Regions from separate parts of the Mus musculus genome. Here regions 2, 3 and 4 are each linked to region 1. A link is a contact called in public promoter capture Hi-C data. All regions are on one chromosome and are shown on one strand. Each heading gives the region's core, a stretch centred on a gene start, on an enhancer-like site or on the middle of the called end of the contact. The rest is flanking DNA. Distances are from core to core; before and after follow the strand shown. Region 1 holds the start of Atp6v1h (ATPase, H+ transporting, lysosomal V1 subunit H). Region 2 has its middle 64 kb from the start of 4732440D04Rik. Region 3 overlaps Rb1cc1 (RB1-inducible coiled-coil 1). Region 4 overlaps Rb1cc1 (RB1-inducible coiled-coil 1).

Evidence for each region. Promoter capture Hi-C pulls out the DNA fragments that hold promoters and counts their contacts.
Region 2: a promoter capture Hi-C map of liver shows a contact between it and region 1, with 5 times the contacts expected there. The contact joins the enhancer-like site here to the promoter of Atp6v1h in region 1. A contact is called at or near these places in 8 of 39 promoter capture datasets (the 3T3-L1 cell line, the HPC-7 cell line, HPC-7-derived erythroid cells and 5 more) and 1 of 115 datasets of contacts at active chromatin or transcription factors (embryonic stem cells).
Region 3: a contact with region 1 is called in a promoter capture Hi-C map of pre-B cells. The contact joins the enhancer-like site here to the promoter of Atp6v1h in region 1. A contact is called at or near these places in 11 of 39 promoter capture datasets (the 3T3-L1 cell line, the C10 cell line, the HPC-7 cell line and 8 more) and 1 of 484 Hi-C or Micro-C datasets (cortical neurons).
Region 4: a contact with region 1 is called in a promoter capture Hi-C map of the HPC-7 cell line, with 7 times the contacts expected there. The contact joins the enhancer-like site here to the promoter of Atp6v1h in region 1. A contact is called at or near these places in 13 of 39 promoter capture datasets (the 3T3-L1 cell line, 3T3-L1-derived adipocytes, the C10 cell line and 10 more) and 4 of 484 Hi-C or Micro-C datasets (cortical neurons, cumulus cells, granulocyte-monocyte progenitors and 1 more).

Annotation. Positions count from the first base shown.
Region 1 is chr1:5,081,545-5,084,903 of GRCm38.p6, reverse strand. It overlaps Atp6v1h (ATPase, H+ transporting, lysosomal V1 subunit H), which reads right to left and starts at 1,818. Exons shown (of 14, transcript NM_133826.5): 1 at 1,626-1,818; 2 at 341-487. The coding sequence starts at 453.
Region 2 is chr1:6,278,859-6,282,217 of GRCm38.p6, reverse strand. No RefSeq gene overlaps it. Among named protein-coding and RNA genes, the nearest start is that of 4732440D04Rik, 64 kb to the right of the region's middle. Within about 2 kb of position 1,852, at least 51 of the 459 cell types and tissues checked have an H3K27ac peak or open chromatin away from gene starts, as enhancers often do.
Region 3 is chr1:6,261,574-6,264,932 of GRCm38.p6, reverse strand. It overlaps Rb1cc1 (RB1-inducible coiled-coil 1), which reads right to left. Exons shown (of 24, transcript NM_009826.4): 17 at 1,991-2,099; 18 at 1,669-1,909; 19 at 343-391. Among named protein-coding and RNA genes, the nearest start is that of 4732440D04Rik, 47 kb to the right of the region's middle. Within about 2 kb of position 1,817, at least 12 of the 459 cell types and tissues checked have an H3K27ac peak or open chromatin away from gene starts, as enhancers often do. A contact at or near this core is called in pre-B cells, where this site is marked.
Region 4 is chr1:6,242,896-6,246,254 of GRCm38.p6, reverse strand. Rb1cc1 (RB1-inducible coiled-coil 1) reads right to left here. Exons shown (of 24, transcript NM_009826.4): 8 at 1,980-2,150; 9 at 1,276-1,460; 10 at 911-1,097; 11 at 749-830; 12 at 596-657. Among named protein-coding and RNA genes, the nearest start is that of 4732440D04Rik, 28 kb to the right of the region's middle. Within about 2 kb of position 1,869, at least 5 of the 459 cell types and tissues checked have an H3K27ac peak or open chromatin away from gene starts, as enhancers often do. A contact at or near this core is called in the HPC-7 cell line, where this site is marked.

The sequences.
Region 1 (3,359 bases), core at 569-3,068:
ATGGTGTATACAATCATCTGTTACTCCAGTTCCAGGGTATCTGAGACCCTCTTCTCAGCTCTGAGGGCACTCGCATTCAGGTGCCACACATACATACATGCAGGCAAAAACAGTCATACACACAGTATAAAATAAAATAACTGCTATGAACTGTTCTATTTTCCCAAGTGGTTCCTACCATATCTGTCACACTCCCTAAGACAGCTAGCTATGGAGAGAAGGAAATGTTAAAATTAATTTATTAGCATTTTTCCAGTATTTCTCTCATAGAAGCATGACCATGAAAAAGCCTGATGGAAAAGCACATGACATCCATGACTCACAACAAACCAGTACGCACTGAAGATAAGACTGCCAGTTCACTTTGTTGGCACGAACTTCAGCAGCCTTGGCCGCAATGATGTTAGTTGGGACAGCAGCATCCACAGCACCTCGAATGTCCATCTTGGTCATCTAAACTTTATGACTTTGAATGTTTCCCACAGACCTTCAAGATAAAAACAGGATAGCAGCCATTTAATTTTTTGAACTACAAGTATTAATATAACCATATTGATTTCACTTAGCTTGAATATTAAATATCCTAGGTCTGAAAAGCATTACCGTATTTCAAATTCTGTCTACCACCCCATAAAAGGCTTTCTATTGACTTGTTCTTTTTCCAGGGAAGAGTTTTTAATTCTTAGCCTCAATAAACACTGAGACGTTTAAAATGACCACTTAAGAGACTGACAGCAAAATCAGAACTAAACTGAATATTAAGCCAATCTCTTTGACCACCTTAGTGCAATCATACCCAGTGCTTAGAATACATTAAAAATAACCCAGAAGTCCACTACTTTAAATCTATTCAATCACGTTCTAATCTCTTCTACAAAAAATAAAATTAAAAAAGGGTCAATTATGGTATTTATGGGCATCTATTATGCTTCGATTTGCAAAGACACTATATTAATTCCTTTCTTTAAAATTACTGATTCAAAATAAAATACACTAAGAGGTGTGGTATACCAGGACCTTCTTTTCAAACAGAAATTGACAAACATTTCCAAAATCAATATTGAAAGAAATTTCTGAAACAACGTATGTCCAACCAACAATAGGAGTCTATTCTGACAAGAAAAATATACAATAATGTGCTACTAAAAAAAAAAAAAAAAATTCCCAGTCCTCAACGTAATAGATAAGTTACATCTCATTCTACTACGATGCAAAAACCATTCCCAAAACGTACGTTCTTACCTACGAGCAAAAGGAGGTTTAAAAATAAAATCATACCCAAATTCTATTCCGCGTTGCCGAAGTGCTTAGTCAGTGTGGAACTTAGATTTCTCTTTGTGGGAACTCGCTGCCTGAACAAGCAAGGTCGGCGCAGACTGCGGGTCCCAGGTAAAACCGGCTCCATCCGGGCAAGGCTGGCACCAAAGGCACAGCGCAGCCTTCCCGGGCGGCCCGACCCCCGCGGCTCTCCCGGCCCGGCCCGGCCCGGCCCAGGCCTGCCCACCCCCGCGCTCTCTGCTTCCCTCCGAGGGGAGGAAGGCCCTGCGGCTCCGCAGACCCTGGCGCGGCCGGCAGGGAAACCAGTCGGCTCTCCGGAGCCGGGGAGGGACCCCAGGCGGCCTCACCTGGATAGCCTCGGGGAGTGAGGGCCGCACGGGCGGGCAGGCGCCGGTCGAGCTCCGAGGTCTCAGTGGCCACGGGAGACCCAGAGCAGAACGAAGGCGACTCCGTGGGAGACGTTGCGAGCCTCACTCAGAGGAAGCCGGAACAGCTACGAAGTGACAGCAGCGTCTGGCACGTGAGCAGCCGCACGTGACCGCAGCTGAGGGCGGAAGCCGAGAGCGCCCAAAACTGCTGGACCGCGCACCAAATGGCCTTTCCCAGGCCACTTAACTTGGTCACTTCAAACTGGCAGAGCTCGCCACCCTGCAGGCCACTGGTGCCAAAAAGCCAAAAATCTTTGAAGAAGCTTGGTTTATGACCTTTGAGTGGTTTGGGTTTGTTTGAATTAAACATCTCAGCGGGCCAGGCATTCATACTCCGATTTTAAGCATAAGACTCAGACTGAGAAATGAATCATAGACCCATGGTATAAGTATATGTAGACCCACCAGTAATACATGTCTCAGAAAAAGTTATTCATTGTTTACCTAACTTCATTTTTCTCTAGGCTTATATGATGAACAGAGACAGTCTATGAATTTAGAGCTTTATTGTAGGAAGATAAAGAGAAAAAGAGAAGATAAAAGAAAGAGAGGGGCCGGCCATAGCCAAGTGGAGAGAGGGGGAAGGGAGAGAAGGAGGGCTAGAGAGGAGTAAGAAAGGTGAGAGCTTAAGAGAGAGAGGAGGTCCCAAGCAGCCCCTTTTATAGTTGGCTGGGCAATCTTTTAATTTTTAATATTTTTATTAGGTATTTTCCTCATTTACATTTCCAGTGCTATCCCAAAAGTCCCCCATACCCTCCCCCCCCCCACTCCCTTACCCACCCTCTCCCACTTTTTGGCCCTGGCGTTCCCCTGTACTGGGGCATATAAAGTTTGCCTTTATATGGGCCTCTCTTTGCAGTGATGGCCGACTAGGCCATCTTTTGATACATATGCAGCTAGAGTCAAGAGCTCCGGGATATTGGTTAGTTCATAATGTTGATCCACCTATAGGGTTGCAGATCCCTTTAGCTCCATTGTGTAGATGTACCACATTTTCTGTATCCATTCCTCTGTTGAGGGGCATCTGGGTTCTTTCCAGCTTCTGGCTATTATAAATAAGGCTGCTATGAACATGGTGGAGCATGTGTCCTTCTTACCAGTTGGGGCATCTTCTGGATATATGCCCAGGAGAGGTATTGCTGGATCCTCCGGTAGTACTATGTCCAATTTTCTGAGGAACCACCAGACTGATCTCCAGAGTGGTTGTACAAGCCTGCAATCCCACCAACAATGGAGGAGTGTTCCTCTTTCTCCACATCCACGACAGCATCTGCTGTCATCTGAATTTTTGATCTTAGCCATTCTGACTGGTGTGAGGTGGAATCTCAGGGTTGTTTTGATTTGCATTTCCCTGATGATTAAGGATGTTGAACATTTTTTCAGGTGCTTCTCTGCCATTCGGTATTCCTCAGGTGAGAATTCTTTGTTCAGCTCTGAGCCCCATTTTTTAATGGGGTTATTTGATTTTCTGAAGTCCACCTTCTTAAGTTCTTTATATATGTTGGATATTAGTCCCCTATCTGATTTAGGATAGGTAAAGATCCTTTCCCAATCTGTTGGTGGTCTCTTTGTCTTATTGACGGTGTCTTTTGCCTTGCAGAAACTTTGGAGTTTCATTAGGTCCCATTTGTCAATTCTCAATCTTACAGCACA
Region 2 (3,359 bases), core at 603-3,102, 1.2 Mb before region 1:
CTATAAGCTGTTAAAAGTGCTCAAAATTCAAGATATGTATAAATAATCTGGGCCACTCCCAATTCCATGTGGATTTATTATATTTAAAAATATGCATGAAGAATATACTCAGAAAGCCAGATAACCTCTCTACCTGGGAAAAAGAAGTGAAAAAAAAAAGTGGATAAGTAACTGGCAAACTGGAGGAGCGGCCTATGGTGGTGCCGCTTCTAAAAGAATGAGCAGCTCAGCCAAGACCAAGGCTTGTCAGAGGCAGAGGGTCCAGAAGAAGGGCCATGAGACAGGTAGAGAAAGATGAAGGTCTCCGTAAGTAGGAGTTGCCAAGGGAGTTCTCCATAAGGACAGATAGCTACAGCAAAGCAAGCCAGGGAGAGACTAAATACCAGTAAGTTGGGGCATGTGGCTGGGAAGTAGTTAGGTAAGCATAGAGGGTTAGAAAAATTAGTCAATTGTGCTTAAAGCTTGTTGAATAAATATTTCAATAGGTCTCAGACTCAATTATTTGGGAGCTAGCCAGGTTAGAAAAAACTTTTAAGCTTCATCCAATATCTACTTTCCAACAGGGATACAGAATTTATTAATATTTTTCATAGCAACCTATTACTTACAAGTGTGGTGTACATTTATAAAAAAATAACAAAATTAATACATGAATACTTACTCATGAGAGTATTCAGAAAACTAAACATATTTGTAGATTGTAATAGCTCTTTCTATAAAAGTGATAAAAGTGATGACTATTTCTTGAATACAACCATGTCCTTTCAATTTATTACATACACAATAATGTTACATGCTGAACCTGAAATATCCTCTGAAGGATCAAATTTTGAACACTTGGGCCCAGATATTTTGGGAGAGTTCTGTACGTAGACTTTGTCAAGTAGAAATGAGCTGAAAGTGGTGAGTTCCTGGAGGAAAGTTCTCAGGGACATGTTATCCCTGCCCCTTTCATGCTTCACTCTGTTTCTTGGTCAGCTTAATATGAACAACTTTACCAACATATTCTTGCTTTTATGATCTGAGTTTCTCCTACCATGAAGACGGGAGTCAAAAGAATTCTGTCAGGCATTCTGTTACTGCATTGCAAAAGGTCAATAAATCCTACCTAGCTCTTGATGTTCTGGCCTAAACACTGTAGCTAGTTTATGACGTAAGATTGTAATGGTCTCAGTAGACAGTGGCTATGCTGACTTTTGTAGCAGTGAGGGGTATGTATGTTTCTAGTCACTACTGGTTAATGTGGAGGTCTGTTGGCAAACCAGGACCTAGAACTGGAAGAGGATCTGCTACTCCCAGCCTATGTGGGCTTATTAGGGCTGGATTGATGATTAAATGCATGATCAAATGCAAAGTGCATTTCTTAATGTTCTTATTTAGAAGGGCACTGTTCTAGAACATGTCACTGTATTTACATATATGTGCATTGCTTTTATGACTGTAAGGCAAGCCCTTTAGTGGACGTGTTCAGAAGATGAAACAACCAATATCAAGCTTCACAGGAAGCTGCTCTCACCCCCTTGGCCGAGGTTAAACTGGAACACTCATGAGAATGTGGTACTTCTGGGAGCTGTTAAGTGGACGAAGGCAGAAGGGAAAAGTATAGCTTCGTGTTAGAAAACTCAACCTGGTTTAAAGGCAGTATGAGACACCCAGAAGCTATAGCGAAACAGGTCGCACAGGGAGCTAAACTGTAATTTGTGATGAGAGAAAATGCTGGGAATGCGGAGTTTATGCTTGTGAGACAGGCTATGCGTTTTCAGAAGAGTTGTGGTTAAGAACATAAGCATTCGTGTTCATCTCCTAGGCTAGTTAAGGTCATAGTCACTTGCAGAGCAGAATTCCAGAGAGATTACAAGTGACACCAGCAACACGAGCTCTCCAGCTCTACTGGAATTGGATGATGACGGTTCTAAGGCAGTTAAGGAGAATTACAACATCATTTCGGAATCAGATTCCCAGAAGCCTTTTTTTAAAAGGTGCCACAAAACCAGAGTTCAGAAATAACCCCCAACATTCATAAAACAAAACAAAAAGACTGTCAAGGGCTATGGAATCCACCAGAAACTCCTAAAATGGTAAAAATGAAAGTTGAACGCAACTTCAAAGATTAACAGCACACTGACATAAAGTGGTGATGTGTGTAAAATGGTTAAGCAGTGTTGCCATGGGGTGCAAGGTATGTATAGCAAGGCAGCCCTGGCTGCATTCTAACAGGACACATGCGTGCAACTGCTTAGATTGGAAGCTAAGTGAGGGAGGAACCTGAGTTGATCTTAAGGGCTGCTACTCTTTTCTTAACATTGGAAATGACATTGCTAATAAGCTTTAAGATAGGAATGAAAGAAACTGGTGTTGCTTACTCTAAATGGCTGCCAAGTCTGAGACACCCAAGAAGTATGTAAACCAAATAGCTTACAGCTGACTGCCTTGTCTCTTTACCACTATGTTAAGAACTGCTTGGGAGAATTTCCATCTCACCCATAAAGATTATAAACTGTACTACTTAAAATTTTTGGCTAAAGACAATGTACCAAGGGTATGAGGAACATATGAGCTACCAGTTAGTAGGAATTAATAAGTTTTGCTTCCTAGCTTTTAAATAATTATCAAGGCAGTTAAATTTATGAAAATTAAGCATTACCAACTTTGCTTGGCTTTAGTTCACATGCATCCACATGATTTCTGCTTGATTTTTGTGTTGCTGAGGACCAAACCCAAGCTCTCACTATGGGCAAGCAATTCAATGAAGATATATCCCCAGCTGCATATTTTTAAAAGCCCATGTATATCTGTAAACCTAAATCTTAAAAGACAATAGCTATTTTAGACGTAGCTTTAAAAAGGACTGCAATTTTCCAACTTTTTTCTCTCAGTATCCCTGGACATTAACTCCGTGTTGAGTCTGATTTTGACCCAAAGAATGTGGTAAAGCTTCTGACCTATGTTGTCACTCTTACTAGGATGTTGCTGTCTCTTTGTGAGCATCAGTTATCAAAAGGGCTATCTATACAAGGCATTCCTAAATCAAATATGTGAGGACATGGCTATATGGACTATTCGATCCCAGCCCATTGACACACATCCCCCCAGTGAAATGAGTAAATAAATGGTGTTATCTTAGGCCCCAACGTGTTAAAATGATCAGTTACACAACACACATCTAATACTGAAGTTCTAATAAAAAGATCTGGATGAAACAAAACACCAGAACATATTGCTGTAGTAGAGAACAGACTATTAGTAGAGGTCAAAAAGGTTGAGAAAATGCTGTTCAAGACTGGAAATGTGGAGACTTATGGTTAAAACCAGGAAAAACAATTGGCCACACTAGCAAAACTGCCATCCTTGCTAAGGCT
Region 3 (3,359 bases), core at 568-3,067, 1.2 Mb before region 1:
TTGCTCATTTTTTAAAAAAAATCTACTTTTTAAAAAAATAAATGTGTTGAAATTCTTACTGATATTATATTGCTGTTTTCTGAGCTGTTATTAAGTAAAACTTTATAAAATAAGTCCTTTTTGCTTTCTGGAGATGTCAATCACTGAAGAAGTTACATAGTGAGACCTGATCCTACAATTATTCAGCTACTAGGAACACAAATGACAGGCCCTCTCAAATTAATCATAAAGTCTTAATTCATAAATGCAAGTCAAAATGCAATGTCTTTAAAACAAAAGGCATATAAATGTTTTCCCCAGAGTCATCATATAAAGCAAGTACTTCACAGAGAGTCTGCTCACCCGTTCTAGGAGCATGATCCTCTGCTTCTCTTCAGATAACATGTTTTCTCTAAAAGTGAAAGAATGGTTGTTTGTAAGGCTTAAGCATTTTCACAGAATGTACACCCTGAATTGTACATTCATCAACAAGCTTAGCCGGGCATGGTGGCTAATCCCAGCATTTGGGAAGCAGAGGCAGGCAGATCTCTGAGTTTGAGGCCAGTCTCGACAAGTTAGATAGAGTAAAGAGCCTGTACTAATTTTCAAAGGTAGCCTATATTTATCAGAACAGCTGATTATCTGTGTTCAGACTTAGACACTTGTTGAGACTATAAACAAAACTTTGTTTTTACTTAGAGATAATTTTTATAAAATTCATACTTTCTCAGATAGTAAACACTGTTTTCCATAATTAATTTTGAAAGAAATGTATATGAGGTTATATAGCTCTCTCAGAATATTACATAGATTATACTTGGTTTTAGATCCTTGTTTACTCTAGAATAGTCCAATTTCTACTTATATACCAGTGTTCATACATATGTATCCTTCTTAGAGGCATCAATAGCTATACATCTGAATAAAGATGTGTTAAAATTTCCAATTGTACAAACTCATCTTTTTGTTATTAACAAAAGTTGGGAAAATTGATTGTCATTTTTAATTTTTGTTTTGGTGTGGTTGTGTGGTCTATGCATGTGTTTGTATAGATGTGTACATATGTGTGAAAACCAGGTCAACATCAGGAGTCTTCGTTGAGACTGCTTGCTACCTTTTTTGAGTTTTATCACTGACCCTGAGCTCATTAATTCTTCTAGAATAGCTGGAGAATGAGCTCTGAAGATCTGCTTGCCTCTGGCCCCTACCCCACCAATATCAGGTTGAAGATATTAGATGCGTGTCATACTTTATACCTTATACTGGGCTTCCTATATTGATTTGTTTTAACTGCCTCTCCTGTACATAGAAGACAGCTGGGTTTATTTCCCTCCAGAGGTCACTTTCCACTCTGGATTAATTTCTGTCATTTATGAATTTTAATTACCACATTCTCTTAACATGTTTCTACACTCCTTTTAAAATTACTTTTATATGGGCTAAGAACAATTAGTAAAGTTAAAAATACCTCCTTTCTTTAGAATTTTATAATTTAATGGAATAGCAGTACAGACTTTTTTTTTTTAAATTTTGAGCCAGCCTCAGCTAAATTGCTTTGAGTTCATTGTTACCCAAAGAGAGCTTTAACTTGTGATCCTCCTGTTAGGATTATAGACTAATGACACCAGTGTCAAGCACTGCTGAATATAAAAGCCTCTGGTGAACTGAATGGAAAATAAGCCTACTTACTGGACAGACATCATGCTTGTCTCCATTGCGGAATCCAGTCTTCCTTCATCTGCCGTCTCCATGACTGATCTCTCTGGCTCCCCTGGGAGCTCAGGTGCACACGCACCATAGAGCTCTGGGGCTGCAGCCACAGGTGCTGAGGAAAGAAAACTGCTAGTGCGGAGTTTACTCACTTCCTCTTCAAGCTGCTTCTTCTCTTCAAGCAAACGAGCTCGGTCCTCAGAGAGCGACTCTATCAAATCTAAGACCCCAAAGGCAAAGACACATTACATACTGAAAACACTTCCAAGTATTTTTAAAATCATATTAAGACAACACTAACCTTTATCCCGCTCTTGCTGCTGCATTGTACTTTTTAGCTTATCACTAAGATCATTTATTATGTTTTCTTTCCTCATTTTCTCTCTTGTTAAGACTGTGTTAAAGTTGGTCTGAAACAACAGTAGTAATAGTCAATCAGCTGCATACACTTAGGAGACAATGCTATGGAAATAAGACTGTAATGTATTCTTTTCTGAGGTACATTTATGGAGTCACATGACTAAGCAAATGGTATGTATTCCAGTAAAGGTTATTATTTTCTTTGTTTGAACTCAGTACTTGAAAACAAAATTTTCTCCTTGTTTATATTGTCAGAAAGGCAAATGCCTGACATTTTCGAGAAGGAAGTTAAATGATCAACAGTGCTGTTAATAGAGTGCTGTTGGATACATGACGTTTTCTTTGGGAAACTTTCTTTCCTCTGAAATCTTTGATCTTTGGCTAGCTCTTGATTACCATACTAGCGTGTGGTTATCTTCCTCTTATTTGAACATGTGCAATGCCCTCGGGGCCTCCATAGCGATGACACTTATTACTCCCCAGGTTTCACCCACTGCATGAAGTTCACATATTCAATTGCCTAGAGGGATCTGACAGACAACTGGTAATTTTAACTGCATTTTAATTAACAAAGGAGATTAAATTTGTTAAACATTTCATTTATACTCATTAAACATATCCATTCATTAAAATATAACAAATACTTACGTGAGAGAATGATCTAACATGATTCTTTAATTTGCTTAGCATTTACCCAAAACCTTTTAGAAATCCATAAATGGCAACAGACAGATTTAACAGGAAAATCATTTGACAGTTTCAGACAAAAATCTAACAACAAAGAACAAAGTAAAAGTTTCAGGCTACCAAGAATACTTGAAGGGACTTAGAATTTGAAAAAAAAAAAAACCTTTTTTTTTTTTTTTTTTTTTGCAGAAAAAAGAGGGAATGTTACCAATGCAGCTTACTACTAGGTAATTTCTGTTTACAAATAGAAAATTAGCACATGTAAAAGTACATTAACCATTGATTATCTTCATGAACTATGCTATTTCTGTAATATGAATGGATTAAGATAATCACAATATTTTTTTGTATTTTTTTTTTTTTTTTTGAGACAGGGTTTCTCTGTGTAGTTCGAGCTGTCCTGGAACTCACTCTGTAGACCAGGCTGGCCTCGAACTCAGAAATCCGCCTGCCTCTGCCTTCCAAGTGCATGTGCCACCACTGCCTGGCGATAATCACAACTTATAACAAGCAAACTGGAGCTTTAGGATAAGTTTTTAGCTTCTGGGTTTTGAATTCAGTTAATTCAGATCCTAATTCATTATGGGAATCTGAAATTGAGTGTGTTTTTATAAAAGACCACA
Region 4 (3,359 bases), core at 620-3,119, 1.2 Mb before region 1:
ACGATACATCTACAACACTCAAGGAAGCACTAGAGTCAAGGAACACTGAAAAGGGGACAGAAAGATTGTTCAGAGACTTTGTCTTCTAGTAACATCAGAAGCTACAACCACAAAGTCTCACCAACATGACCACCTGAACATGAGCTAAACAAGGAGGACACTAACGAGCACATTAAGCTGCATGGGAAAGAGCCCACAAAGCCTCATCCCTACACAAAGAACTACAGACAACTGAGTAGCTGGAAGCAAGAGAGGTTTCCCAGGGTGAGCACACTAATCATTGCCCAGTGCCAAATGGTCAACTCTGTAAATATACATACATGTAGCATTATACAGATTCAGACTATATCTAGGAATATTTAAATATACACATATATACATATAAACCGTTGGTAAATGGATTTTTAAAAGACCATGAATTTGAAGGTGATCAGGAAGTATATATGGGAGATTTTAGATTTTATCACTCACAACTTAATCTGTTTCTGATAAATGCTTCTAACCCTGAAAAAATAAGGTTTTATAATATAGAAATTTAGTCCTTAAAAAAAAAAAAAAGAAATTTAGTCCTAGTTAGAAAAAAAAAAATACATACACAAAATGAGGAAGGCCAGGAGTCCAGTCCTTTAAACAGACGATTTCTTAAAAAGGACTTCCCTGTACAAAGAAACCAGGAACATGGTTATTTTAGAAATTACCTAAAGGCCAAAAAATAAAGAAGGAAAAGGGTAAATAAATTAATACTTACTAAATAATTTCCCAAAGGATTCCCTTTTTGACTTTTCAGCTTCATATAGTTGTTTTCCGTCTTTGACTAAAGCACCAGCCCACTTAGAAGAGGAACATTTATGTTAATAAAATATACCAATTATGAATGTTAATATATAATTAAATAATTAGAATTGCTTACCTCTCTGTAGTGTTTAATGAACATTTTTCTTCTTACAACCTCAACAACAGCTAGGCAATACATCTGAGGAACTGTACTAAGAGCCTCAACAATTCTGACTCTTTCTAACAGCTCTATTACAAGGCGGAGCAGTGCCTGCAGTTTTTCTCCATCTTGATCAGCATGAAGCATCACAAAACAACACCACCTATAGAAAAAGATTCATTGTTTTCCACATTTGCTAAAAGTCATTTGTAGGTAAGCTATGAAGATCAAGGCTCTATAAAGTCTAACCCTAGAGTTCATCAATATGCATTTCAATGAAATTACTGTTATTACTGGGAAGATTAAAAACACAAAAACTGAAGTCTGACGGAATCTCTTACTTCAGTCTGACGTGGAGATTGTTTGCTAGCTCTTGTTTGGCAGTGGTGCACTTCTGTTTAATATCCAACAGTTTTCTGTGGTTTTGCAACATAATCATTAGTTGATTTGCATGACTCAGACACAGATCAGGTAACACAGATGCATCCTTCAAGTTTTCAGCTCTCATCTGATTAGCTAAAAATCCCTTTGGGAAGGAAAATGACATAAGCTCTCAAGAGAAAAACTGACAAGGAACCACTTTTCATTTAGATTCCTAAAATTCCTATCTCCCATTAAAGGCGGGTGGGGGGTAAAAAGAAATGGCTATTCCAAGGACAGAAAGCCAACTTACAACAATATGTAGCTTGAAAGCTTTACTAAAATAATTAACACAAACACAAGCCAAAAGCAAACAAATTCTTTAAAATGTCATGGAAACACAAAATTTAAGCTATCTTAAACTTTTATAATATTTGTGGTTTTTTATTAAAAATAAGCACATAAAACATCAACATCACAAAGAATAAAAAACATATAACTACCAAGCAGAGACCACAGCACTTAAGTAGGAAGACAGCCTGGGCTAAACAGGAAAACTCCAGTCCATCAAGTGTGACAAGCGGGAGGAAGAAGGGGAGGGAATGAGGAGAGGGACACTAGCACAAAATGAAATTCAGCTGCTTGCCTCTGGGAGCTAGAAATCAAGTGGTCATAAACACGATACCTGAGCAAGCTCTTTCTGTTCATTTACCAGCCGGCTACAGCTAGCAATCATCTGGTCCAAGGCATACAGCCGATCTTCAAGCCCTTTAATGGCTTTCATATTCTGATTATCAAGTTTGGCAATAGTTTGATGGCATTCTAACATAAATGGTTGAATAATCTTTGGGTCAAGCTAAATGAGAAGGAAACATATATGAGTAAAATCTTCTGGAAATAGTTTTAACTATATTTCACAGTAACTAGATACAGACTAAGATACAAAGGATATAGAAAATGATACAGAAAAATGCACAGGAAATAAAGTTATACTAGCAAAGGAAGATTAATAGGATGAACCCCATCCTAAACAACTGGTGTTAAACAAATCACAATATAAAAGTCAAGACCATAATAACTTCAGTAATCATAACTCTCAACCAATTTAAACAATTCTCAGTATCCCTAAGAATGTTATTTTCAAAGTCATCAAGGACATATAAAGTGGAGCTAATGACAAACCCACTCTTTGGTAGTAACTCATCAACTCATCTTCTCTCAAAGCATCTTCCATAGCCAGGTATGTTTGGCATATGTTTGTAATTCAGAACTCAAGAAGCAAGGTAGAATTAAACCAAAAGTTCAGGCCAGCATAGGCAACTCAGCAAGATCCCATTCTTTAAAAAGGCAAGGTTTTTCCTTAACAAATGGGACAGAAAGCTTAAACTTAATCTCTATTGAAAGGAAATGGTTTGGTCAATGAGATGTCTTAATAGTTAATTTTTCCTGTCCTCTGACTTTAGTTCTACGTGTTTGTAGTGTAAAATTTAACTACATGATGCGCTTGGTGGTGCCTGTTTTCTAGTAAAACTGGTCACAGATATTAAATGACCTTGTTTCATTAAAGGCTCCTGGAACTGTGGTATACTCTACTATCTCCTCACCTAAACCTAGAGCCTTGGTGGGTAAAAGGGCATGAGTAAATGCCTTCTCTCCTTTCACAATGAGTCCTGGGGGTTAAAATGAAGTTTCAGGCTTTGACCTACTGGGCCACCTTGTCAGATCCTAAGCTCAACCTTCAATGGAGGAAAACTAGTTCAGCCTTCCTGCCTCAGCAGGGGTTCTGAATACCTGCCAATAGCAGCATGTAGGCATCCTCTAAGTTATTCTTCAACTGTGTTCATTTTGTATATGTGCAAACACATGTAAATACATACACATGTGTGTGGGCACGATTGTGAGCTCTCAGAAGCCATGACATATACATACAGGTCAAAGGACAACTTATGAGAATCAATTCCCTCCTGCAGCCATCTAGGACTCAAACATCATACTCAGATCTCCTTTACCCATGGAATCATCTTGCTGATCGGGGTCTTTTTGACTGTCGTTCTGATGTGTAAAG